Linked DNA regions of Rattus norvegicus: region 2 is linked to region 1. A link is a contact called in public Hi-C data. All regions are on one chromosome and are shown on one strand. Each heading gives the region's core, a stretch centred on a gene start, on an enhancer-like site or on the middle of the called end of the contact. The rest is flanking DNA. Distances are from core to core; before and after follow the strand shown. Region 1 overlaps Ctcfl1 (CCCTC-binding factor like 1). Region 2 holds the start of Pck1 (phosphoenolpyruvate carboxykinase 1).

The links. Hi-C and Micro-C count contacts between places; a contact is called where the count stands out from the background.
Region 2: a contact with region 1 is called in a Hi-C map of liver, with 2.6 times the contacts expected there. The contact joins the promoter of Pck1 here to the enhancer-like site in region 1. A contact is called at or near these places in 2 of 12 Hi-C or Micro-C datasets (hepatocytes and liver).

Annotation. Positions count from the first base shown.
Region 1 is chr3:182,294,034-182,299,636 of GRCr8, forward strand. Ctcfl1 (CCCTC-binding factor like 1) reads right to left here. Exons shown (of 11, transcript NM_001322486.1): 6 at 3,260-3,380; 7 at 2,781-2,930; 8 at 1,003-1,163. Among named protein-coding and RNA genes, the nearest start is that of Ctcfl1, 12 kb to the right of the region's middle. Within about 2 kb of position 2,663, at least 1 of the 93 cell types and tissues checked has an H3K27ac peak or open chromatin away from gene starts, as enhancers often do. A contact at or near this core is called in liver, where this site is marked.
Region 2 is chr3:182,346,491-182,352,093 of GRCr8, forward strand. It overlaps Pck1 (phosphoenolpyruvate carboxykinase 1), which reads left to right and starts at 2,082. Exons shown (of 10, transcript NM_198780.3): 1 at 2,082-2,183; 2 at 2,356-2,620; 3 at 2,993-3,174; 4 at 3,735-3,938; 5 at 4,207-4,394; 6 at 4,973-5,135. The coding sequence starts at 2,397.

The DNA of each region.
Region 1 (5,603 bases), core at 1,413-3,912:
AAGTTATTTATCACTGTGCGTGTATGGCGTGCGGGGGGGGGGGGAAGTGCGTGTGTGGACAGCTATCTCTGTAGAGCTGGCTCTCTCTCCCTTTCCACCTTCACAAGGGTTTGGGGGACGGAACACAAGACATCAAGCTTGCTGGCGTATCTCACTTGCTGAGCCTTCTCGAGGCCCTTCAGACATTCCTGAGTGACATCCCCTTTGATTTGGCTTCCGGGCAATGAAGATCCCATCCATACCCAGTCTGATCTTGTAGGGTGTCACCATCAGAGTTAGGGCAAAGCTGTACCACCGCCCTGACAACTGATGCTCATTGGGGAGGAAGTGGACCACTCTGGCACCTCTTTGATGCCGGCCTGGCTTGTGTGGGGCCCTCTGTGCAGTTCCAGCTGATGGCCGGTGGTGTGTGTGTGTGTGTGTGTGTGTGTGTGTGTGTGTGTGTGTGTGTGTGTAAGCTCACAGAGCTCTGAGGATACACTGGATCCTCTGAAGCTGGAGTTATGGATGGCTGACTGACACCCAACATGGGTGCTGACATCCAAAATGCTGCCCTCATGGTGGACTAGCAATCATTCTTAACTCCCGAGCCAGCTCGCCAGCCTTTACCTACCTTCCTTCCTTCCTTCCTTCCTTCCTTCCTTCCTTCCTTTTTAAAAATCCACACTACTTATATTTTACTTTAATACGTATGAGCATTTTGCTCGCTTGCACGTACGTGCACCGCGCGTGTACCTGGTACCCAAGGAAGTCAGATGAGAATATCAGGTACCCTAGAACTGGGGTGACCTCGAGTTATGGGGAGTTGTAAACCACCGTGTGGGTTCCGGGAGTCAAACTCGGGTCCTTTGCAAGAGCGACAGCTGCTCTTAAGAGCCGAGCATCTCTGCAGTCCCCCCAGCCTCTTTCTTACCGATGGCTGCTTCCTAGATCCCCTATCCACTCACACGCCTGCCTCCCACAGCTCACCCGCCCGTGTGAGCAGTCACGGTGACGCAGTACCTGCTTGCACGCGTAATCGCACTGTTTGCACTTGAACTTCTTCTCATTCTTGTGGGTCCTCTGGTGCTGAAGGAGGGCATAGCGTTCGTGGAAGGCGGCAGGGCAGTATCTGCACTTGATCTCCTCCGGGCTGTGGCCGTGCAGGTTGCGCAGATGGACACCTGTAAGAGGCGCAGGAGACACCGTGCTGGGCTGTGGCAGCGTGGGTATTCAGGGACTTACTTCTCTGGTGTGGCGGGAAGTTCTGGGCAGACTGTCTTCAGCACCTCAGACCCCACCACCCTAGCTCGCATCCCTCAGAGATGGCAGACCGCCTCCATGTCCAGGTGAATGTCCCCTAATGGCATGAATGCCCCCCCCCCCCCCCCCCGTGAGCACCACTGCTGGGAAGGAGCTAAGGAGAGGGCTTGGGCCCGAGATCTGTTCAACAGGGAGGTCAAAGCTACAGAAGGTTGGTCATGACTGATGAGAACCTTAGCACAGTGAAGGGGGCTCGGAGCATGGCTGAGGGGTTTTCTGTAACGGAACCGTGACTGTTGTCCTGCTGAGAGACTAAGCACCCTCGTCCCATGATCTGAGTAATACTGGGCACACCGTCTAGGAGGCTCTTTATGAGGCTAACACTCAGGCCTGGCGTGCGTGTGGCCCTATGTGGGGCTGATCAAAGGACTCTGGGATGCTGGTGGAGCAGCCTGTACCTCCTGGCTCAGAAGTGGCCGACCACCTTAGTCTTACAAAGAGTCAGGGTCTCCACAGCACCCCTGCAGGGGCTGCAGAGGCTGCCTCTGGCCTGGGACAAACAGGCAACTGGCTGACAGACCCCAGGGGACACTGCTTCGTGGTACCTCAGGAGCCACAGAGCCACTGATGGAATATTCCAGATGCTAGGAACAGGTCAGATACCTATTCTAAGATTGGTCAGATACCTTTACCCTTGCGGGAGTAATTGCAAAAGCTCTGGAATTTTCCAAGTGGACTGTTTGGACTTTTACTTTTGCTGACACTTTTACAGTCTCTCGCAACATAATTTTAGAGAGAGAGAGAGAGAGAGAGAGGAGAGCAGGGGAGGAGGAGAGGGAGACAGAGAGAGCAAGAGACATGGGGGGGGGAGAGAGATACAGATAGACAGACAGACAGATAGACAGACGCCACAGAGACCTTGCCAACTCTCTGCCCTTGACAGCTCCTTGCCCTAAATAAATTCTGCCCTCCCTCCATAGCTCCCTGCCCTCCCCTCCCTGTCCCCACTAGCTTCCTCCTGCAAGTCCCAACAAGGGTATCTTGTGTCACAAGGACTTGCCACAGGAGAAGGTAGACTTTGTGTCACAGGCTGTCTCTTACCGAAGTGAGTTTCTCAGGGAGAACCCTGTCTCAGTTTCTCCTCTATATCCCCAGCTCCCAGCAGTGTGTACAAGGGGCAGACTGAGGAGGGGACGGGGCAGAGCTGAACTTCTAACGCGGTTGCACTCTAACACTCAGATCATTAGGACCGCTACCCCTAGCAGGAAAAGCCTCCGTGTCTTTCAGTCTCTGTGTCTTTATCTGTAAGAGCGGGGGATAAAACACCACCCGTGGATTTGATCAGACCTTCTGTGGTCGGCCCATACCAGGACTAGGCTGGCCAGCTTCTGACCTGCACTTACTAAGATCAGCCACCAGAGGGCGGTATAGGACCTCTGTAAGAACATTGCTAGAGAAGTTTCCTAGGCCCAGTGAGGGAGGGCAGCAGGCACTGGAGGTTTTCAGACTGAGGGGACACGGTTAAAGTAGATACTCACGCAGGTCACTCTTCCTCGCAATGATGGTGGCACAGTGGGGACACTCGTGTTTGGGCACATTCTCGCCATGCTTCTGCGCTATGTGGATTTTCATGGTCCCACTCTGGGTGAACCGGGCATGGCAGGTGGGGCATTCGTACGGCTTCTCACCTGTGACACAGAACAGCAAGTGACTCTCTGGAGAACCGATTCCCCAGGAGCCCTGGCCAGTCCCAAGGGATGCGTACGCTGGGGCCCAAGGGATGCGTACGCTGGGGCCTCTTTCCCAGGCAACACCTTCCTGTAGGTTTAGCCTCAGTGACATAGGAACAGGAAGGCCAGCCAAGATGGCAGAGTCACAGGGCCCCAGACATGGGGTTCCCTGACACTGGCGGCCCCTCGCCAGCTCTGAGTGGGTGCACGAGGTTGTATGTGGGGACGAGAATGTTCACGCCTGGTCTTCAGATAATAAACCAACCGAGTGGGTGCCTGGCTCTCACCTGAGTGTGTCCGCATGTGGCGTTTCAGTTTGTAGGTGTCCTTGCTGGCATAAGCACACTGGCTGCACTGGAAGGGACGCTCGCCCGTGTGTGAGCGGATATGACGCTTCAGCTTGCTTGCCTAGGGCATGCGGAAGAGGGTCATCGTGACGGGAACCCGTGGGTGGGCAGGCCTTCAGCTAACCGGCTTCATAGGAGAGATGAGAAGCTCGAGGAGCAGCTCATGCCTGCAACCATGGCACTCAGGAAGCTGAGGCAGGAGGATTGCTATGGCCCAAGCCCCACTTAAGGCTACATCAGGAGACCTTGTCTCAGAACCTGTCCCCTCAAAATATGCAGAAAGGAGACCTAGGTGTGGAGAGTACACGCCTGCAATTCCAATGTCAGGGAAGCTAAGGCAGGAGGATTGCTACAAGTTTGAGGACACCTTGGGTTATATGCTGATCCCAGGGCTAACCTGGACCTCAGAGATTCCCCCATCTCAAAGGAGCAAAGAAGCAAAAGAAAAAATGTAAGCTAATCACACCTCAGTATCAGGGTGTCCCATAAAACAGAACTGCCCAGTCTTCTGGTGATTAGCTCTGTCACTGGCCGTGTGCACAGGTCGGGGTTAATGAGCAACGGCTGAAAGACCTCCACGCTAGATATCACTTTTACAAACGGAAGCAGAGCTCTCTGCTCTGTCAGCACTGCGTGTGGTTCTATCTTTATTCCCAAGGCCTGGTCTGCTCACGGCAGTAAAGTTTAAACCACCTGTAAACACACAAGCCGGAAAAGCCTTCCCAAGTGGAAACCTGAACCATTAACTAAATGGAGAATGACCTGTGAAGTGCCTAGAGACCAGCCCCTCGCCAGGGAGCGTGGCTCTGTGGGCTACCAGCTTCTTTTAACATGCTTCTGAGACAGAAACTCACTTCGTGGTTCTGGCCGACCTCAGAAGTGCGTCCAGCAACCCTGCTGAATTTGAGGCCAGCCTGGTCTACCTAGTGAACTCCAGGCCAGCCAAGGCTACAGTGCGAGTGCCGGACCGGCCAGGGCCACATTGTGAGATGCTGCCGCCTCAAACACAAAAGTGACAGAGGGGGAAGCTTTAAGTGAAAGAGGATGAACCGTTAAGCTTTGGAGGCCATTAAGGAGGAATCGGCACAAACCTCCCCATTCATCACGGCAGCAGGCCTCACCATCTTCTAGGACATTCTGATGCCACACTCCCACTGCAGACCCTTTTGGTGTTCCCGGGCAGCAAGGCCATCAGCCACACTGGGCTGGAGGCTCGGGAAGCAACATGAACCCTGCTTACACTCAGAGAGAGTCTATGGACCTGCCTCTCTGGAATCCAGGAGGCACACCCAGGCCAGAAGACTGCCCAGGAACAGAAGAAGGTTTCCAGAGAAACACGAGATTCGAGAGGAACAACTCAGTTTGGATTTTTTTTTTTTTTAAGGAGGAATATGGAAGCCAGGCTGTTGAGGTGCTTGTCTTTAATCCCAGCTCTCGGGGCAGGTGAATCTCTGTGAATTCGAGGACAGCCTGGTCTACAAAGTTACTTCTGGGACAGCCAGAGCTACATAAAGAAACCCTATCTCAAACCAAACGGAACAAAGCAAAGTCAAGACAAACCAAACCAAACCAAACCAAGCCAAACCAAACCAAACCAGACCAGACCAATCCAAACCAAAGAAAACCCCAAACCAAAACCAGACAACCACCACCACCACAACCACCACCACCAAAACTAAAAAACAAAGGAGGAGGAGAAATAATATAATAATATGGGAATTGTAGGAAGAAAAGAAAAAGAGTTTTTAACACTGCAGCTTGGGAGGGTTCAGGGTTCAGGGTTCAGTGAGGCGCACAGTAGGAGGGCAGAGGTGGCAAAACAGGACATCCCTGCCTGGCTTCTTGAGGTAAGCAAGTGCTCTACCACTGAGCGATGTCTCCAGCCCTCTTCCTACTTTTTTTTTGGTTCTTTTTTCCGGAGCTGGGGACCGAACCCAGCTCCTTGCGCTTCCTAGGCAAGCGCTCTACCACTGAGCTAAATCCCCAACCCCCTCTTCCTACTTTTTATTTTGAGACCATGTCTAAGTTGTGCAGGCGGGTTTTAAGCTCACGACGTAGTCCCAGGCAGGCCTTGAACTTGCCTCCAAGGGGGGCTAAAGAGAGTGCAACAGTGTAAGAAATGGTTGTGCCTGACCCAGTTTCTTGCTCACGAGCCAAGGGTAGGCCAGGAAGGGTATAGCTGGTCACCCTATTTCAACGTTAGCCGGCAAGCACCAGCAGATGGGGGTGGTAGTATAGTGGTTAGTGCCCCCGTGGGCCATCCCTGGGCTGCATGGACCACGGA
Region 2 (5,603 bases), core at 832-3,331, 52 kb after region 1:
TTTGGGGAGTCCTAAGAGGGCAGCTGGCAATGGACACCTAGCAGTCCCTTTGAGACTTATTTCAGATGGAGCTGTAGAAAGATGCCATGGCTCACAGTGCCTCCCTGGGAAGGGGGCAGAGGGCTGCCCAGTGAGGCCTCTTGCGAGCAGGAAATCACCAGAGACAAGGAAAGACCAGACCCCAGGATGACCTCAGTTAGGCCTTGCCCGACTGTCCTCAGAGTCCCATTCTCTGTGTCCTGGTTCTTTTAGAAGATCATGGACCTCCAGGTCATTTCGTAACCGGAATCTGCCTTGCGGGGGGTTTTGACAAGCTATGGTATAGTGTATGTGGGGGTACTGACGAATTGGAAGATCATGGAGACCCCTTCTCCTCCTCCATCATTGGTCTGCCACATCCCTCCCAGGAGACTCACAGCAGAGAGACCTTGGATGTATGTAGGGTGCTTTAAAACTCCAGCTGAGTTACAGTCTCTCCTTTCTGTTTTCACCTTAACCTTCCAGGGATGCAAACCCACGACAGGTTTAGCAGCAGAGTGGAGGCTGGCCATGAATCTCAGAGAAAGTGCTCACTGGAAAGGCTGGTTTAGCCCAGGCCTGATGTGGAGGCACTGAGCTGGACGTTCTAGCGGGGTTGACACCCAACAGTTTACATAGGGGGAGGCCACCCCTCCTGAGCAGTCTCGGTGACTTGAAGAGGAAGCCGCTTCTTCTGTACCAACACAGAAGCTCCAGCGAACCCCCAGAATGCTGGCAGTGTGGGTGCTATGTAAAAGTATTTACATAGCTTTGTAGAGTGAGCCAAGCCCAGTCTGTTTGGGATGACTCTTCACAGTGCCTCGAATCTGTCACACGTCTTAGTAAGCAGAGTCACAGAGTTTCTGTCACATCATCCTCCTGCCTACAGGGAAGTAGGCCATGTCCCTGCCCCCTACTCTGAGCCCAGCTGTGGGAGCCAGCCCTGCCCAATGGGCTCTCTCTGATTGACTTCTCACTCACTTCTAAACTCCAGTGAGCAACTTCTCTCGGCTCGTTCAATTGGCGTGAAGGTCTGTGTCTTGCAGAGAAGGTTCTTCACAACTGGGATAAAGGTCTCGCTGCTCAAGTGTAGCCCAGTAGAACTGCCAAGCCCCTTCCCCTCCTCTCCCTAGACTCTTGGATGCAAGAAGAATCCAGGCAGCTCCAAGGGTGATTGTGTCCAACCTAGAATGTCTTGAAAAAGACATTAAGGGGACTAGAGAAGACAGGGGATCCAACGGTTCTCTGCAGCCCAGCCTGACTGACATGTAACTCTTCTGGTTCTCACCAGCCAGCTGGACCTGCTTAGTATTCTTTCTGCCTCAGTTTCCCAGCCTGTACCCAGGGCTGTCATAGTTCCATTTCAGGCAGTAGTAATGAATGAGCTGACATAAAACATTTAGAGCAGGGGTCAGTATGTATATAGAGTGATTATTCTATATCAGGCATTGCCTCCTCGGAATGAAGCTTACAATCACCCCTCCCTCTGCAGTTCATCTTGGGGTGGCCAGAGGATCCAGCAGACACCTAGTGGGGTAACACACCCCAGCCAACTCGGCTGTTGCAGACTTTGTCTAGAAGTTTCACGTCTCAGAGCTGAATTCCCTTCTCATGACCTTTGGCCGTGGGAGTGACACCTCACAGCTGTGGTGTTTTGACAACCAGCAGCCACTGGCACACAAAATGTGCAGCCAGCAGCATATGAAGTCCAAGAGGCGTCCCGGCCAGCCCTGTCCTTGACCCCCACCTGACAATTAAGGCAAGAGCCTATAGTTTGCATCAGCAACAGTCACGGTCAAAGTTTAGTCAATCAAACGTTGTGTAAGGACTCAACTATGGCTGACACGGGGGCCTGAGGCCTCCCAACATTCATTAACAACAGCAAGTTCAATCATTATCTCCCCAAAGTTTATTGTGTTAGGTCAGTTCCAAACCGTGCTGACCATGGCTATGATCCAAAGGCCGGCCCCTTACGTCAGAGGCGAGCCTCCAGGTCCAGCTGAGGGGCAGGGCTGTCCTCCCTTCTGTATACTATTTAAAGCGAGGAGGGCTAGCTACCAAGCACGGTTGGCCTTCCCTCTGGGAACACACCCTTGGCCAACAGGGGAAATCCGGCGAGACGCTCTGAGATCTCTGATCCAGACCTTCCAAAAGGAGGAAGAAAGGTAGGCAGGGCCATTCCACTCTCCTCTCCAAAAGTACCACTGAGGGGTCCACTCACAGTCTTTGCCCTGACAACCAAGGCCCTCTAGCCATGTGCAACTCATGCAAAGTCTACAGAAGGAACGGGAAGGGCCCATGGGTGCCGGTGTTCAAGAGCCTCTCTTTTTGTTTCAGGTGGCACCAGAGTCCCTGCCTCTCTCCACACCATTGCAAGAATGCCTCCTCAGCTGCATAATGGTCTGGACTTCTCTGCCAAGGTCATCCAGGGCAGCCTCGACAGCCTGCCCCAGGAAGTGAGGAAGTTTGTGGAAGGCAATGCCCAGCTGTGCCAGCCAGAGTATATTCACATCTGCGACGGCTCCGAGGAGGAGTACGGGCGGCTGCTGGCCCACATGCAGGAGGAGGGTGTCATCCGCAAGCTGAAGAAATATGACAACTGGTGAGTCCCTTCAGCCCAAAGTCTCTGGCCTACAGGCTCCTCAGCTCTACCTTCTCGGAGTCTGGAGAATAAAGACCCTTGCAGTAGCAAACGCCTGAGAAGCTTAGGAGATCAGTCAGAATCCAGACACCCTGTGAGGTTAGCATAGCCAGCTTCTAGATTCCAGATAGCCATGCAAGGCGGCCCCTTTCCCTAGGGCCAGCTCATGGCTTAGCAAATGTCTACCTGGTCAAGTTCCCGTTGGCTTGGCTTCCATACCTAAGTAACACGGTCAACGTCCTTGTGTCTGCAAGGCCGGGAAGAGCCTGAGGTAGGCAAGAGAGGTACATCCCCAAGGGTACCTTGCTGAAGGCATCCCTGTGACTTTTTCAGTTGGCTGGCTCTCACTGACCCCAGGGATGTGGCCAGGATCGAAAGCAAGACGGTCATCATTACCCAAGAGCAGAGAGACACCGTGCCCATCCCCAAAAGTGGGCAGAGCCAGCTGGGCCGCTGGATGTCAGAAGAGGACTTCGAGAAAGCATTCAACGCCAGGTTCCCGGGGTGCATGAAAGGTGGGTGAGGCCAGACCCCAGGCCTGACAGTGTGCTGTGTGCACAGTTCACGCTCCCGGTGGTGGCTTGAGCTGCAAAGGGTGGCCCGCGTGCGAAGCTCGCCGTCTGGTTCTGTCTCACGGAATATCAAATTGTTCTCTGAGAGTACGGGTGGCTCCGACCTGTCATCTCAGACATGGAAGCTGAGGCAGGGGCATTCAAAGTTTAAGGCCAGCCTGAGCACTTTACAGCTTGGTCTCAAAAGAAACAGTCTCCACGGTGGGGTGTTTGCCTAGAATTTCCAAGGCCCTGGCTCCAATCCTTAATGTCAAATAGATAAAGCAGAAAACACACACACACAAAATGCTTCCCATTCATGTGGACGTAAAGCAGCTAAATTCAGCCAAACAGGGGGGCTGTGAAAAGTTTAATTTCAGCATTTTGCTGTTTCTACTGGTCTCTGAAACCAGAGGCTGGTGGCCAGTAGGGCATGGTGTGGAAGACGTAGCTGGAAGATGAGTCAAGGAAGCTCAGAGGGCCTCCTTGGCTTCTTACCTATTTCTACCCATCCACCTCTGCAGGCCGCACCATGTATGTCATCCCATTCAGCATGGGGCCGCTGGGCTCACCTCTGGCCAAGATTGGTATTGAGCTGACAGACTCGCCCTATGTGGTGGCCAGCATGCGGATCATGACACGGATGGGGACCTCTGTGCTGGAGGCCCTGGGCGATGGGGAGTTTATCAAGTGCCTCCACTCCGTGGGGTGCCCTCTCCCCTTAAAAAGTAAGTACCTCCTTTCCAGATCAAAAGGGAAGAGTTCGGGGAAGGGCTTAGTGGGTAGGATGCTCACCCAGGGTGCAAGAGGCCCCGAGTTTGATGCCGGACACCAAATCAACTGATCATGCTGGGACAGGCCTATCACCCCGGCACTCAGGAGTCAGAAGGATCAGTTCCAGGTCCCTCTCAGCTCCGTAGCTGGTTCGAGGCCAGCCTGGAGACTTGGGCAGGGATGTGTGTATCGCAAGCTCACGACTGCTTTGCTTGTTTTCAGAGCCTTTGGTCAACAACTGGGCCTGCAACCCCGAGCTGACCCTGATTGCTCACCTCCCGGACCGCAGAGAGATCATCTCCTTCGGAAGCGGATACGGTGGGAACTCACTGCTTGGGAAGAAATGCTTTGCGCTGCGGATCGCCAGCAGGCTGGCTAAGGAGGAAGGGTGGCTGGCGGAGCACATGCTGGTACGTGGTCGTCGGGGAATCCTGGGCGGGAAATTCGGAGGGCCTGGGGTGGCAAAGGTGGGCCATGTCGAGATTCCCCAACCTCTGAGGACTTAAGGGCAGATTGGAGTCAACGCCGAGGTGACTCTAAGTACCCCCAGCGTTCGTCTCTTGGGAAGGGGCTCAGACACACTAGAGCAACACTGACAGTGGGAATTTTATTCCTCTGCACCCCATCAGTTTACCCCGATGCAGGAGGGACGGATCATGGGGATCTGCCTTTGGGGAGATGCTAGGCGCTTTCCAAGACCTTTGCTGGAGGAGGGGGGGTCACAGGTCTTCGTTTCTTAGACAACAGCAGTGACCTCAGTCTCCCCTCTTCCTTCCCTTTAGTCCTCATCACATTCCTTTCAGTTTTCTGCCCCCTCCCACCTTCCGCTAGTGTGGAAGGCAGTCCTGAGTTTTTGTTGAAGATATGCACACCCTTCGTCTCTCTCTTTTGCCAGATGGATGATACGGAGTAATGGGTTTTTACTGTAACAGTTTTATACACGCACATCGAGGATCAGAGATAGTAAAACTGATCCCTGTCCCTTCAGATCCTGGGCATAACTAACCCCGAAGGCAAGAAGAAATACCTGGCAGCAGCCTTCCCCAGTGCCTGTGGGAAAACCAACCTGGCCATGATGAACCCCACCCTCCCCGGGTGGAAAGTTGAATGTGTGGGTGATGACATTGCCTGGATGAAGTTTGATGCCCAAGGTGAGTCTCTGGGTCTGGCTGATGACCATCATGACTCCCGGTGAGTGGCTGGCTTCAAACACACCGCCGTCTCCTAAGTTGCTGACTTCAGAGTCAGTAAGGCCTCTGCAGTACTGTCCTGCAGGCCTTCTGTGAGGACCATCTGGATAGAGAAGGCCATGGCAGACTGTTTGCTTTCACACATCTGTTTGCATGGTATTACTGGAGTCACTTAGACAAGTCTATGGGTAAAGGCACTTGCCACCAAGTTTGATGACCTGAGTTTGAATCCCAGAAGTCTAAACCGTGGAAAGAGAGAACTGACTCCTTCAAGTTATCCTCCGACCTCCATATGTGTGCCCTGGAAAACACACACACACACACACACACACACACATGAATAGTAATATTTTAAAATAAGAGAATGTGTTGTAGGAACAGTGAAGAAGCAGAAACCTTCACGGTCTGAGTTGGCCGTGGTGTGTAGAT